2 separate regions of the Mus musculus genome follow, and region 1 is linked to region 2. The links are chromatin contacts, called in public targeted proximity ligation maps. All regions are on one chromosome and are shown on one strand. The core of a region is the stretch at or near the end of the contact, and the rest is flanking DNA. Distances in the headings are between cores, read along the strand shown. Region 1 overlaps Nsmce2 (NSE2/MMS21 homolog, SMC5-SMC6 complex SUMO ligase). Region 2 has its middle 25 kb from the start of Mtss1.

Region 1 (6,058 bases), core at 1,529-4,028, 410 kb before region 2:
CCACCTGAGGAACTCATAACTTGTCTGAGGTTATAGAGCTAAGACTGGCATATGGAGTGTGAGACAGAAAGTGAAAACTGTCAAAGACCCCACATACCAGAAGCCCTCATGTAAGCAGTGGCAAGGAGGAGGGCGTAATGCACCTGGCACAGGAGCCACGCACAATGTCATTTCTGTAGAGACGCCCATGAGTGAACAGTGCCATGGAAGGCTAGGGGCATACTAAGGCTTTTCAGAAGTGACGGCATCGAGCAGGCTTGTGAAAGACAGGAAGTTCTTCCCCCTACAAGCAGAGTGACTTCTATGAGTTTTCTCTGCACATACGTATCAGGGATGACAGCACTAACTTCACTGGGCTTCTAGGGATGAGAAGAAAATAGACGCTGATGAATATACACAATGAAACCTTAAAAAGGAAATGCGTACATGCACATAGAACAGCAGCAGGGTCCAATCTACTCTCCTTTGTCTTTTGGCTTCTTCTCTGTTCAAATGTTCGTGGGCTTTCCACCATGGCAGACACTGTACCAGGCACTGTGTACATCATCAGGGAAAATACATGAAACATCGTTGTGTGCTCTTATCTAAGTGATATTCTGTAGCCAGAGATAGGAGGACAGCGGAGTGGGCAGAAGATGCAGTGTGACCAAAAGTAAAGCAAGAAGTAGGGCCTCAAAACAACCAGTCCTTTGCTCTGCAGAAGCAAGCGAGAAGGGGACTTGCCATCAGAGGGACTCATGGAAGGCCGCCAGGGAACAGGAAACGGGCTCAGCAACAGTATGGCAGAAGAGAAGATCTGAACGAGTTTAGTTTTGCTCCGCTGGTAAGGGCTCCCTGGAAGACTATAATGAAGCCATGCCTGGCAATGGCAGCTCACAGGGTTGGGAGCTGGGCAGATTAGGTGATCTTTGTCTGAGCAGCCAGTCTGTAGAAGGCTCAATCTGGAAGAGCTTGTGTTTCAGTTAAGAGTCCTGGAGCACTGGAGCAGGACAAAAGACAGGGGCTGGCTGGACCGATGGCACAGTGGGAGGTGAGGTGATCAAAGGAGCACAGAGTGCTGGTGACTGCTCTAGTAAATGGGCCAAGTATGCAGTGTAGGTTGGGCTGAATCACCGAGATGAGCAGCAGAGAACCAATAAATAACAGCTCCTGTCTTCCCTCCTTCCTGAGAGCACTGGAGGTCCATGTACAGAACATTTTGGAGGCCCAGGAAAGGAATGCAAAACTGGAAGAGCCAGGAGGGTGAACACCTACCGTGGCAGATCTTGGACAGTAAAATGAACAATAGAAATGACTAGGATTCAGAGGGTCAGGAGGTCGTGAGGTGAGGCTAGCCCACTGATCTGCTTGGCTATAACCTGGTCACAGCCTATGGACGACTCGGGAGAAGCAGAGAGTAGTATCTCTTTCCTGGAGTTCACAGCCCACAGGCAACAGTGTTTTAACCTTTAACTGTAATATGGTGATAATCGTGGCCAAGAATCAGGCACAGGACAGCCGGGGCATGACGGGGGAGCAGGTGATAATACGAGGGAAAGCAAGAGAAATTTCACAGAAGTTCCATCCAGTAAAGGTTGTATCAAAGGATGTTCAAATTTCCAAACGATGTTACTCTAGGGAGAGAAAGAGCGTGTGGGAGGGAAATGCATGTGGGTCCTTGACACCAGTTATGATGCTCAAAGCATCCAGAATATAGACAGTGATGGGGAAGACAGCAGAAAAGATGAGCCAGGCACCGAGGCTACCTACGGGAATTAATACTGCTTTCATTTTGGACAAATCGTCCTAAAAATCTTCAACAGCAAGAACAGGGACAAGTAAGCTCTTAACAGAGTTCTGCCAATGGTTATGGATGGAGACCTAAGATAGAGTCATCCTAAACAGAAACCAATAGTCTTAATCTCAGAACTGGAAAGGCTCTGTTTTTATGTAAGAAAAACTTTCCTCAACTGAAAATTGGCAGGCAATTGGAAGTTAAATGAGGAAAAAAAAATCATAAAAAACTTGGAAAGTTTTTAAAAGCTAGTTGTGTGTGTGTGTATCACGGAACTGAGCTGACAAGGATTAAAATGAAATACAAGGAACATTTACTGAACTTAAAGTTTTATTTTTACTCTTTTGAAGTGTAGGCATGAGGCCGGGGATGTTGGATTCCCTTGGAGCTGGAGTCACTGGCAGCTGTGGCCTGTCCAACCTGTGTGCTGGGAACCCAACTCAGGTCCTCTGGAAGACAGCAAGTGCCCTTAAACTGGGGAGCAACCTTTCTAACCCCAGTTGCTGAATTAGAAAAAAAAGTCACACTAACTCATTCTGGAACATCCGAACATCCTCCTCTTTCCATTTCATATTTCATGAGTTTTGATTTGAAATCTTGAATGCACGACATTTTCTTTGGGTGTGCCCCTCTTCACCTCTGCAAGTGGAGCGACAGAGGACAGGAAAGGCAGAAAGTCTGAGGGCCCCCGTCTCAAGAGGAAGTCCTCCAAGGATGACATCACTATCTGCATGACTCACCTGCATGCAGAAAGAGGAAGGAGCACAGCCTGTGTCCCTAGGAGCACGGCAAGAGCAGCAAGGTGAGCGAATCTCAGCAAAGCTAGGCAGTGCCCAGCTCCAGGTGCCAGGGGGAGACACAGACTGTTAACAAAGTAATTCATGTGATCATGGGACACCCATGGTACAGTAACACAGTATCACAAGAATTGAGTGGAGACATAGGAAGGACACAAGCTGGCATCCAGGCATGGGCTACCACAGGATCATTCAACCACACTGTTCATCTCTCAGGATACTCTGCTACACTGAAACTCAGAGGATGAACCAATGAATCATAGCACACTGTAGTACATAAATAGAGGATTAAATTAAAAAGTTATGACTTCAAATAATGGCTACAACCCAAAAGTTGGAAAGGTAGTTTTAAAATACACTTTCTAATTCTTTTGAACTAAAATCAAATTTAGGACGCTGTAGGAAGACAGTTCAAACAAAAGCTAATTTTGTTTAATGAACTAACCAGGAAGGCATTGTGAAAAGTATTGGGCAACCAAATGCTCAGCTAATTACTGTGAGATCAAATAACTGTTGCCATAGTTACTGCACACTGTTTTCCATAATAACTTTTATCACTTCAATAAATCTTTGTGACGCAACAAATATAAAAAGTTTACTGTAACATGACTATAATGTTTTGGAAGGCACACACTGACAGCTGACCTACTGAATCACCTTCCCATATCTGTCCATGAGTAAGGGGTGGGACCAGTACCTTCATGGCTCAGGACTGAAATGCTCACTAGCTTCTTTAATAGGCTGTAACACTTCAAGAGTTGAATTTACCAGGGCCTGCCATTCAACAGAAAAGTCAATGGCCATTTCAGCATGATTACTCTTTGTCTATGAAGCAGGGACTTGTCAAACTCCACGCAGGGTAGCTGTGATATATCAAGATCTAACCCTTCCCAGGCTGCTGGAAGCTGAAGTTCCTGCCCAGTGTCACTCATTCCTTCTTGGGAGGAATTTCAGCCAAGAGTTTACTCGAAAGCCGATTTTCTGTCTACTCCTCTGCACAGTCTTCTTATATGCATTTACATATATACAAACAAAAACATACACATGCACACACATTTATGGCAACTCCCATGACTGCTTATGGTTGCTGCATGAAGTGCTAAAGTCCCCTCAGAATATCAAAGGCGACTGCGGTAAGTGAGTAGCTGGTCTGTGAGTTGAAATGATGTCACATCTTCACTGGAAGATGAGCACTCTCCCCTTGAATATCTACACTAGGATGGAGATGTGGCTGAATCTCTGTCCCTTCCCCGATGTTGGGAGCCGCCCCCACATTCGCCGTTACAAGATGGCGCCGACAGCTGTGTTCTAAGTGGTAAACAAATAATCTGCGCATGTGCCAAGGGTATCTTATGACTACTTGTGCTCTGCCTTCCCCGTGACGTCAACTCGGCCGATGGGCTGCAGCCAATCAGGGAGTGACACGTCCGGGGCGAAGGAGAATGCTCCTTAAGAGGGACGGGGTTTCGTTTTCTCTCTCTCTTGCTTTTCTCTCTCTCTTGCTTCTTGCTCTCTTGCTTCTCGCTCTCTCTTGCTTCTTGCACTCTGGCTCCTGAAGATGTAAGCAATAAAGCTTTGCCGCAGAAGATTCTGGTCTGTGGTGTTCTTCCTGGCCGGTCGTGAGAACGCGTCTAATAACACCCCACCATCTGCAGGGCTTTGTCATCTGCTAGCTTGCTCACCCACGACAAGATTACTACTGAGATTTATAAGGAAGTCAAATGGAAAACGTGGTATAGTAAGCTAAGACGGGTGATAAAGCTCTAGTTTGAGTTTGATTAGATAAAGAAAACTACAGATTTAAAAGCAGACTGTTGATGTAAAGGCCATATTGCCTGGAGCAAGTGACTGAGTATCTCTGGGTTTTTCCCAACTTAAAAAAAAAAAAGGGCAAGAATCCCCACCTACTAACTCCCAGGGATGTTATATGGATCAATTACTTCGAGATCTTTGAAGATATAAAGTTCTAGGGATGTAATCATTTATCAAGATGAAACACAAAACATACATATGATTATAGAGCTATTAAAGAGCAGGTTCGAAAGCCAATATCAAAAGGGTATCTAACTGTAATAAATGCAAGCACGCATGCTGCAGAACCCTGAGGTGGGGACTTAGGGCCTGACTAGTGAAACCTGATTCATACCTATGCAGTACCGTTCCAAAGGTCTCAGAGATGAACAGTGAGGGTTCCTGTTAATGACTGAATCAACCTTTGATTACTCCTCTGTTGCAATTCTTCACCTTAGAGAGCCCAAGGCTGGCACCAGCCACAGGTACCCCCAACGCCTAGGAATTTAGGCTAGAAACTTACCTTTGGCCCTAAGTTATCCTTGACCTTAACCCTTCCATTGCACTTGTTACCTAATTCCTAAGCAGCTTTCAAGTTCAAGTCATTCTTTCAAGTTCCATTCTTCTTCTCTATGTCCAGATGGATAATAAACACTTCCACTTAGAGCTTCCTTCTTTTTCTGATTCTAGTTTAGCTCTCCCCTAAATCTCTTCTTCATCCTTCCCAGATCATGACACAATGCCGACCATGACTTGTTTCTATTCAGGACAATTCAACTGGGCTGGAGATAGCTCAGTGGTTAAGAGTGTTTGGATCCCAAAATCTATAGAAAAGCCAGGTGTCTACTGTAGCTGTAGCACTGTGGAGGGCTAAGCCAGAAAACCAGGGCCTGCTGGCTCCAGGTTCATGAATAAGGCTCAGGATAAAATTCAGATTCCTTAGTGAGCCCTATAAGGATTTTGTTAATTCTTCTGCCTATATTGTATACTGACTGTCTCAACTTCATATTTTTTCTGAGTATATGTGCAAGTTTGTGTGTGTGTGTGTGTGTGTGTGTGTGTGTGTGTGTGTGTATGAAGAAGCTGCCATAGGTCAGTCCCAGATATTGGTTCTTTGATGCTGTACTGTATACCTTGTTTTTTTGAGACAGGATTTTTTTTTTTACTGGCCTGGAGCTCACAGACTAGGCAAAGGCTGTCTGGTCACTGAGTCACCACATCCAGCTTTTTTATGCTGATGGACCTCAGTTCTTCACAGTTGGACTTATCCCCTCAGCTCCTACATGCCTCCTTTATTGTTTGAAAACACATCTGGCCCTCTAGTCATCCCTTTCCTCTCCACAGCTCCCTTCATTTGTAGCCAATGTGTTCACCACCCTGTGCTGAGTTTTGCTGTGTGAGATATGTATAAGTTAGGGAATCGTGAGGCAGCAACAGTGACAGTCTGGCATAAAGTATGCCTGTACACAGTAAACAGTGAGTGAGTGAATGAATGAATGAATGAATGAGTGAATGAGTAAACCCTACCAGAGGACAAGGCAACATGTTACCCTAACTTACTCTTGTTATACTCTCAGCCTGGAGACGGCTCTTGGGTTTTCTTATAGATGACAATGACTGCTTTCAATGTCTTGTTATTGAGATTCAAGTGAGCCGAGCTGCTCTTGTTATAGACCCAAGTCACTAGAGTTCACCT
Region 2 (5,915 bases), core at 2,864-5,363:
CCACAGCCCTCCTTCTACAAAGGAACATCAATTCCAAAGGGTCTGCACGGAATCACAGATGTTCTGATTAGGGTGGTAATGGTTTGCCACACTTGGAGGGCAGTGTTCTCCGTTAGTGGGTAATCCTGGGACCCCGTCCTATGGAGGAGGAATCAGAGGTTTGGGGAGGTAAATCTTTTGTCCAGGACAGGTCTAGTAGGGAAATTACAGTTTAGATTCTGCCACCTGCTCCTGAGGGCTGAAACTCTTCCCTTTGTCCTCTGTGAGGAGACAAATGGAATTGAACTGAAGCAATAGAACTGGACTTGCCCACTGTAACCCTAGGGCTAGGCTCTCCAGGTGGAGGCGGGAAGAGCTCAAGGTCATCCTTGTCTACACGGCAAGTTCAAGGCCAGCCTGAGCTACTCTCTAGACACACTCAAAACAACAATTAGACAAACAATGTAAACGTAAGGCTATAGTGGTGTAAATTAAAGGTGCCAAGATTCGCTCCCTGCCCGAGTTATCTAGGAATAAAAATGGTCGCCAGACAAGCTATTGCAACAACAGCCACCCAGCTGCTAATAAACAAGCAAAATCCTAAAGGAGACACAAGAAACTCTGCTATCTAATGGAAGAAAGCAAAAGGTGTCACTAGAAGGTGACATATATAAATTGGTAATATTTAAATCTTTTAATATTTAATATTATTTTGTTTTACAGTGTGTGGTGAGGGAGCTTTCCAGCATGCTGCAATTCACCCGCCCCTCTGTGTCCCAGCTTGGAGCTCTGGCTCTCACCCCCACTTCCCCCCTCCAGCCACTGGATTTGGCTATGCTTCAGGGCGATTCTTCTCTGACCATGTGGCCTAACCACAGTGAAGGCCAGCACTCCAGTTTCTTTCTATCTTCTCTGGGTGCCACCTGTTCCTGAGGGCTGAACCTTTGCCATGGTTTGGCTACCAGAAAAGCCACCCTAAGGGCAGAACTTAAGCAGTGGGGACAATGTGGCAGCTAGAGCTACAGAGAGGTGGGGCCAAGGACCAGCCTTCAGGCTAAGAGACCTTGGGATGTTCTCAAGAACAGCTGCTGACTTCCTTTTATCTCCTTAGCCATCTAGGAATGGGTTCTCTGTTGCCTAAAGTATCTCATGACCCAAAGTTCATTTTTAAAGTCTATAGATACTATATAATATACATACTATTATATCATTACATAAATAATATGCCATATATATCATATAATATTATATAATAAAAATTATGTTATGTTATATATTATATGTGAATAAGAATGTTATTAGATGTTATTATATGAAAATATAATATTATAGAAGTTAAATTACATATGTAAGAATATGTGTTATTGTATGTTATTATATGTTATTACATATAATATAGAAAATATATTTTTTATATATTATATAACTACACATTTATATATAATTATATATTTATATATGCAAATATCATATTATATATATATATATATATATATAAAATTTTGTATGTATGGCTTGTTTTGCCTTCATGTATGCACCACACGTGTGCAGTGCCTTGGAGGCTTCAGATACCCTGGAACTAGGGTTACAGATGATTTTGTGGGCCGCTATGTGGATGATAGGAATGAATCCTGATTCCTCTGCAAGAGCAGCAGCACTCCTGACTGATGAACCATCTCTCCAGCCCCTAGTTTTTTTAAAAACATTTTTAGTGTTTATTTAGTAGGGGTAGGAGTTGCACGTCTCCTTGTACAAACACAGGTCAGAGGACAACTTGGAGGAGTTGGGTGTTTCTTTCAACCACGTGGGTCCTGAGGATCTGGCTCGGGCTGTAAAGCTGTGAGCAGTACACACCAACTCATCCCACCAGTTTCCAAAATCTATTTCTGAAAGCACATGAAGAAAGCTGAGGAGACGGCTCAGTGAGTAAGGCACTTGCTTTGCAACCTGAGGACCAGAGTTTGGTCCCCACAACCCACAGAAAACTAGACATGGTAGAGCATCTGTTTGAGACAGGGTTTCCTGTAGACCTGGTTGGTCTGGAAGTTAGCTGTGGAGCTGGGTATGGCTACAGATTCTTGGTCTTCCTGTTTCTGCCTCCCCGGGGTTGGGATTACAGACATGCTCCATTGTACCTAGCTGAACAGTTTGCTTTTGGGGTTGGGGTGAGATCCTCTGGTTTCATAAAATAGAAAATCTAGCCCATTCCCCACCCTGTGTAAGCACACAATGGTATTTATCAGAAACTAGGTTGAGCTTCATAGCCATAGCTGAAGGTCAGAGAAACCATCAGAAATCCTGTTTCTATCTCAGCTCAGTTCTGTGGTCCATCACATGTGGGCCTTAGTCTCAGATCTGACCTCTCAGCCCAGATCTCATGACTTCTCACATTCAAGTCTGGAGGGACAAACAACTCCATTATTACATTAACCAGAGAAAACACCCTTGGGTTTTCTAGGCAGGCTTTGGCTCATACTCTGTTGCCATTCCCTGACTAGCCACTGTCACCAGACAGGAGGACTTCCCCCAGGTGATTGGATCTTACTCTTGCGATTAACCACCAGCACCAACACAGAGGTCAGCGTTAGGCAAAACACATGGTTGGCAGTAAGGTAGGCAATCCTTCTAGAGCTAAATCAGGTCACAGGAAGTGGGCAGCTAACAACAGATGTTCCCCCCCACACACACACACACAACTTGCTTAAGAATGTCCCAACCGACATTCCTAGCATTGCGACCCTTCACAACAGGTGGGGTTCACAGAAGACCTTGTTTATAGTGACAAAGAATTCCCTTGCTGCCTTTGCCAGACTAGAGTCAGAAATAGTTCCTGTAGGGTCTTGTTCCTCTTCAAGGAGGCTACACTTTCTTTGAATAGATGCTTTCACAGTATAAATAAGAGTGGGACAATAGTTATTACATCTACTAAACAATCATGTAACTCGCACACCTTGTCCTTACCACTAACTAGCTCATTGGTTCAGTTCACCTAGGGACATGTAAAAAATGTCTGGAGATAGTTCAGGCTGTCAAAACCTGTGGGTGCTACAAGGTAGACACCTTAGAGGCTGAACACCCTGTGCTGCACAGGGAGGGCCCTGTCCCCAGCAAATAGACACTCAGCCTACAATGGTGATGCGATCCAGAACCCCTAGCCAGGCTGCTGATGTTCTTCTCATTTTTTTTTTAAGGGGCACAAATGAAGCTTGCCAAAGATATGCAATTCGACCTGGATTCTGTGAGACAGGAAGGGGTGGGCAGGAATGTCCATCCAAAGCCCCTGCTGTCATCTGTTGATTATGAAGCTTGAGATTAGACCTCCATGCCCTGCTACTCCACTCCACCCACTGCATATCCTGGTTCCGTGGGCTGAAGGCCTCAGGAATACGGGTGCTGCTGACAGAAGCAGATAGCTCACTGGTGCCTCATGAGACAGTACCCTCCACCCCCTCATTAGAGCAGGGTTTAGGAGAGAGCAGAGGGCCCATCTTTGAGGGAGACTTATGGGTGACTGTGACATTTAGTGGGATGAACACATAATACCCTGACTTTTTGCTCTCTGTGTGTGTGTGTGTGTGTGTGTGTGTGTGTGTCTGTGTGTCTGTGTGTGTGTGTGTGTGTGTGTGCTTGAAACAGACTCTTATTTTGCAGCCAACTGCAACTGTCAACACCTCAACTTCACCCCCAGTGAAGAACCCACGTCCTAAACATGTTATAACCTCTCCCAAACAGCACCACCAATGGGAGACCCAAGTGTTCAGATTTGTGATTTTTGGGGGGACATTTCTCATTCAAACCTTTGGTAGGCATCCTGAACCACAAGGGAACTTCAGGGAAACAAGACATAGGCTAGAAGGTAACACAGGAACCAGATTCCTGGCTACACCATGGACCCGACAGGAGTCTGCCACAGGGCCACCCATAGACTTTGATGTAAGAAAAAAGTGAAATTTTGTCCTTGCCCAGGGAGTGTGTTTACATTATTCTATGTGGATGAGCCTCATCATAACGGTCCATCAGCCATGGAAACACTCGGCAAATGTTTGAGAAGAATGCCTAGAGTGTACACTACCCCTGAGGAAATGAACACTGCCGGTGGGTGGGGAGCCATGGAAACAAACACCACAGAGGCCTCCTCGGGCACTTTGTGGTTAAGCACGCAAGATGACTCATGTCGCCTGTCCCCTTTCTTCCTTGTAGCACGTCCATTGTCTGCTCTTCCTGACTCAGGGGATCCCCTCTCATCAAGGTCTTCTGTCACAGAGACTCCATCTTCCCAGGGTGGGTGCCACATTGTCATTTGAAAGTGGTTTTAGTGACTGGGCACCAAGAGGCAGCAACAGAGAGAATTCCATAAGCAAGAGCCTCAGAGGAAGTAGATGAAGAAATGCAGGGAGTCCCTAATGCTTTGGCCATTGGTCTGCTTGCGTTTTCAGCCTGGAGGGAAATAGACTGAGAGGCTTAGCTCTGGCTAATAAACTTGGAATTGAAGAATGTCACTTAGTTGCATGCCATTGGCCAAGTCACCTGGATTCATGGAGTGTTGTTTCTCCAACGAACATAATAAACCAGTAATAACTTTCTGTAACCACGCTCTGGGCCACTGTTGTAGAACACTGTTGTCTGGGCTAACACGCTTGTAATCTTGAAAATGGAGAGGCTGTGATTCCATGTGCGAAACCCACACAACATCAGGACCGTTAACACTCCCTTTAGAAGGAGTAGGGGAAAGGGCCCTGTTTCCCACCTAAGATTTCAGTCGCTCTATCTTTCCTGCTCCCGCTCAACTCTATGTGATCTTGGGACTCAAGCTTGCCAAAGTTATGCAACGAGTCCTTGGGATTCAAGGACTCATTGAATCACCTTTGTGAGCTTCAGTGGATCTGCTTTTAAGTCACTCACCATCCTTCTAAGTAAAATAATAACAACAACAATAATAATAATAATAATAATAAGAAGAAGAAGAGAGAGAGAGAGAGAGAGAGAGAGAGAGAGAGAGAAAGAAAGAAAGAAAGAAAGAAAGAAAGAAAGAAAGAAAGAAAGAAAGAAAGAAAGAAAGAAAGAAAGAAAGACATCAACTGATGGTTCCTTCTCTGGGGTGTCCTGATTAACTCTTGTGGTTGTTGTTGTTTTTATCAACTTGACACAATTCCTGGTCCATCTAGGGAAAGGAAACTTCAGTTGAGAAAAATTCTCCACCAGATCGGCAAAGCCGGTGGGGACATTTTCTTCACTGATGATGAATAAGAGAGGGCCCAATCTGCTGTGGGCAGTTCCAACCCAAGTGGGTAACCCTGGGTTTTTGTTTTTGTTTTTGTTTTTGTTTTCTTTCAAATCAGATTAAAGCCACTGTGAGCAGGCCGGTAAGCATTTAGTCTCTGCCTCAGTTCCTGTCTCCAGGTTCCTGCCCTGTGAATTCCAGCTGTGATTTCCATCAGTGATGAACTGGGACCTGGAACATGGAAGCCAAATAAATCCTTTGCTCCAGAAGTTGCTTTTAGTCGTGATGTTTTATCATAGCAATAGATAGCAAACTAGGGCATGGGATAAAGAGAAATACTTCCCCAAATTCTTGAAACTGAGATAAATAGTGGACGATGGCCTGCTACAAAATAGAAGCTTGAGTTACACTTCTAGAAACTTCTCTCTGCCTACACATGCTGCCAACCAGAGCCATGATGCAACAGAATGGCCACCTGGGCTTTGGGCGGATGCCCAGCCACTGCTCTAGGAGAGCAGACCTTCCTCTCTTCAGCCTTAACACTTCCTTCCTTTCCTCTTTTCTTAGCCTGTTCCTGAACAATTGCATTTCCTACTTCGTATTCCACCCCACTTTAGAATGATAGCAGTCAAAATCCCCACAATCCCTAGAATCATCCCGTCACACAGTCAGCCTCAGTGGAGTCCTGTATGAGCATCCCAAGTCACAAGGGCAT

What was found.
Region 1: a contact with region 2 is called in a targeted proximity ligation map of pancreatic cancer cells. A contact is called at or near these places in 2 of 130 datasets of targeted methods (microglia and pancreatic cancer cells).

Annotation. Positions count from the first base shown.
Region 1 is chr15:59,517,156-59,523,213 of GRCm38.p6, reverse strand. The region is part of intron 4 of Nsmce2 (NSE2/MMS21 homolog, SMC5-SMC6 complex SUMO ligase); the gene reads right to left. Among named protein-coding and RNA genes, the nearest start is that of Gm36677, 98 kb to the left of the region's middle.
Region 2 is chr15:59,104,334-59,110,248 of GRCm38.p6, reverse strand. No RefSeq gene overlaps it. Among named protein-coding and RNA genes, the nearest start is that of Mtss1, 25 kb to the right of the region's middle.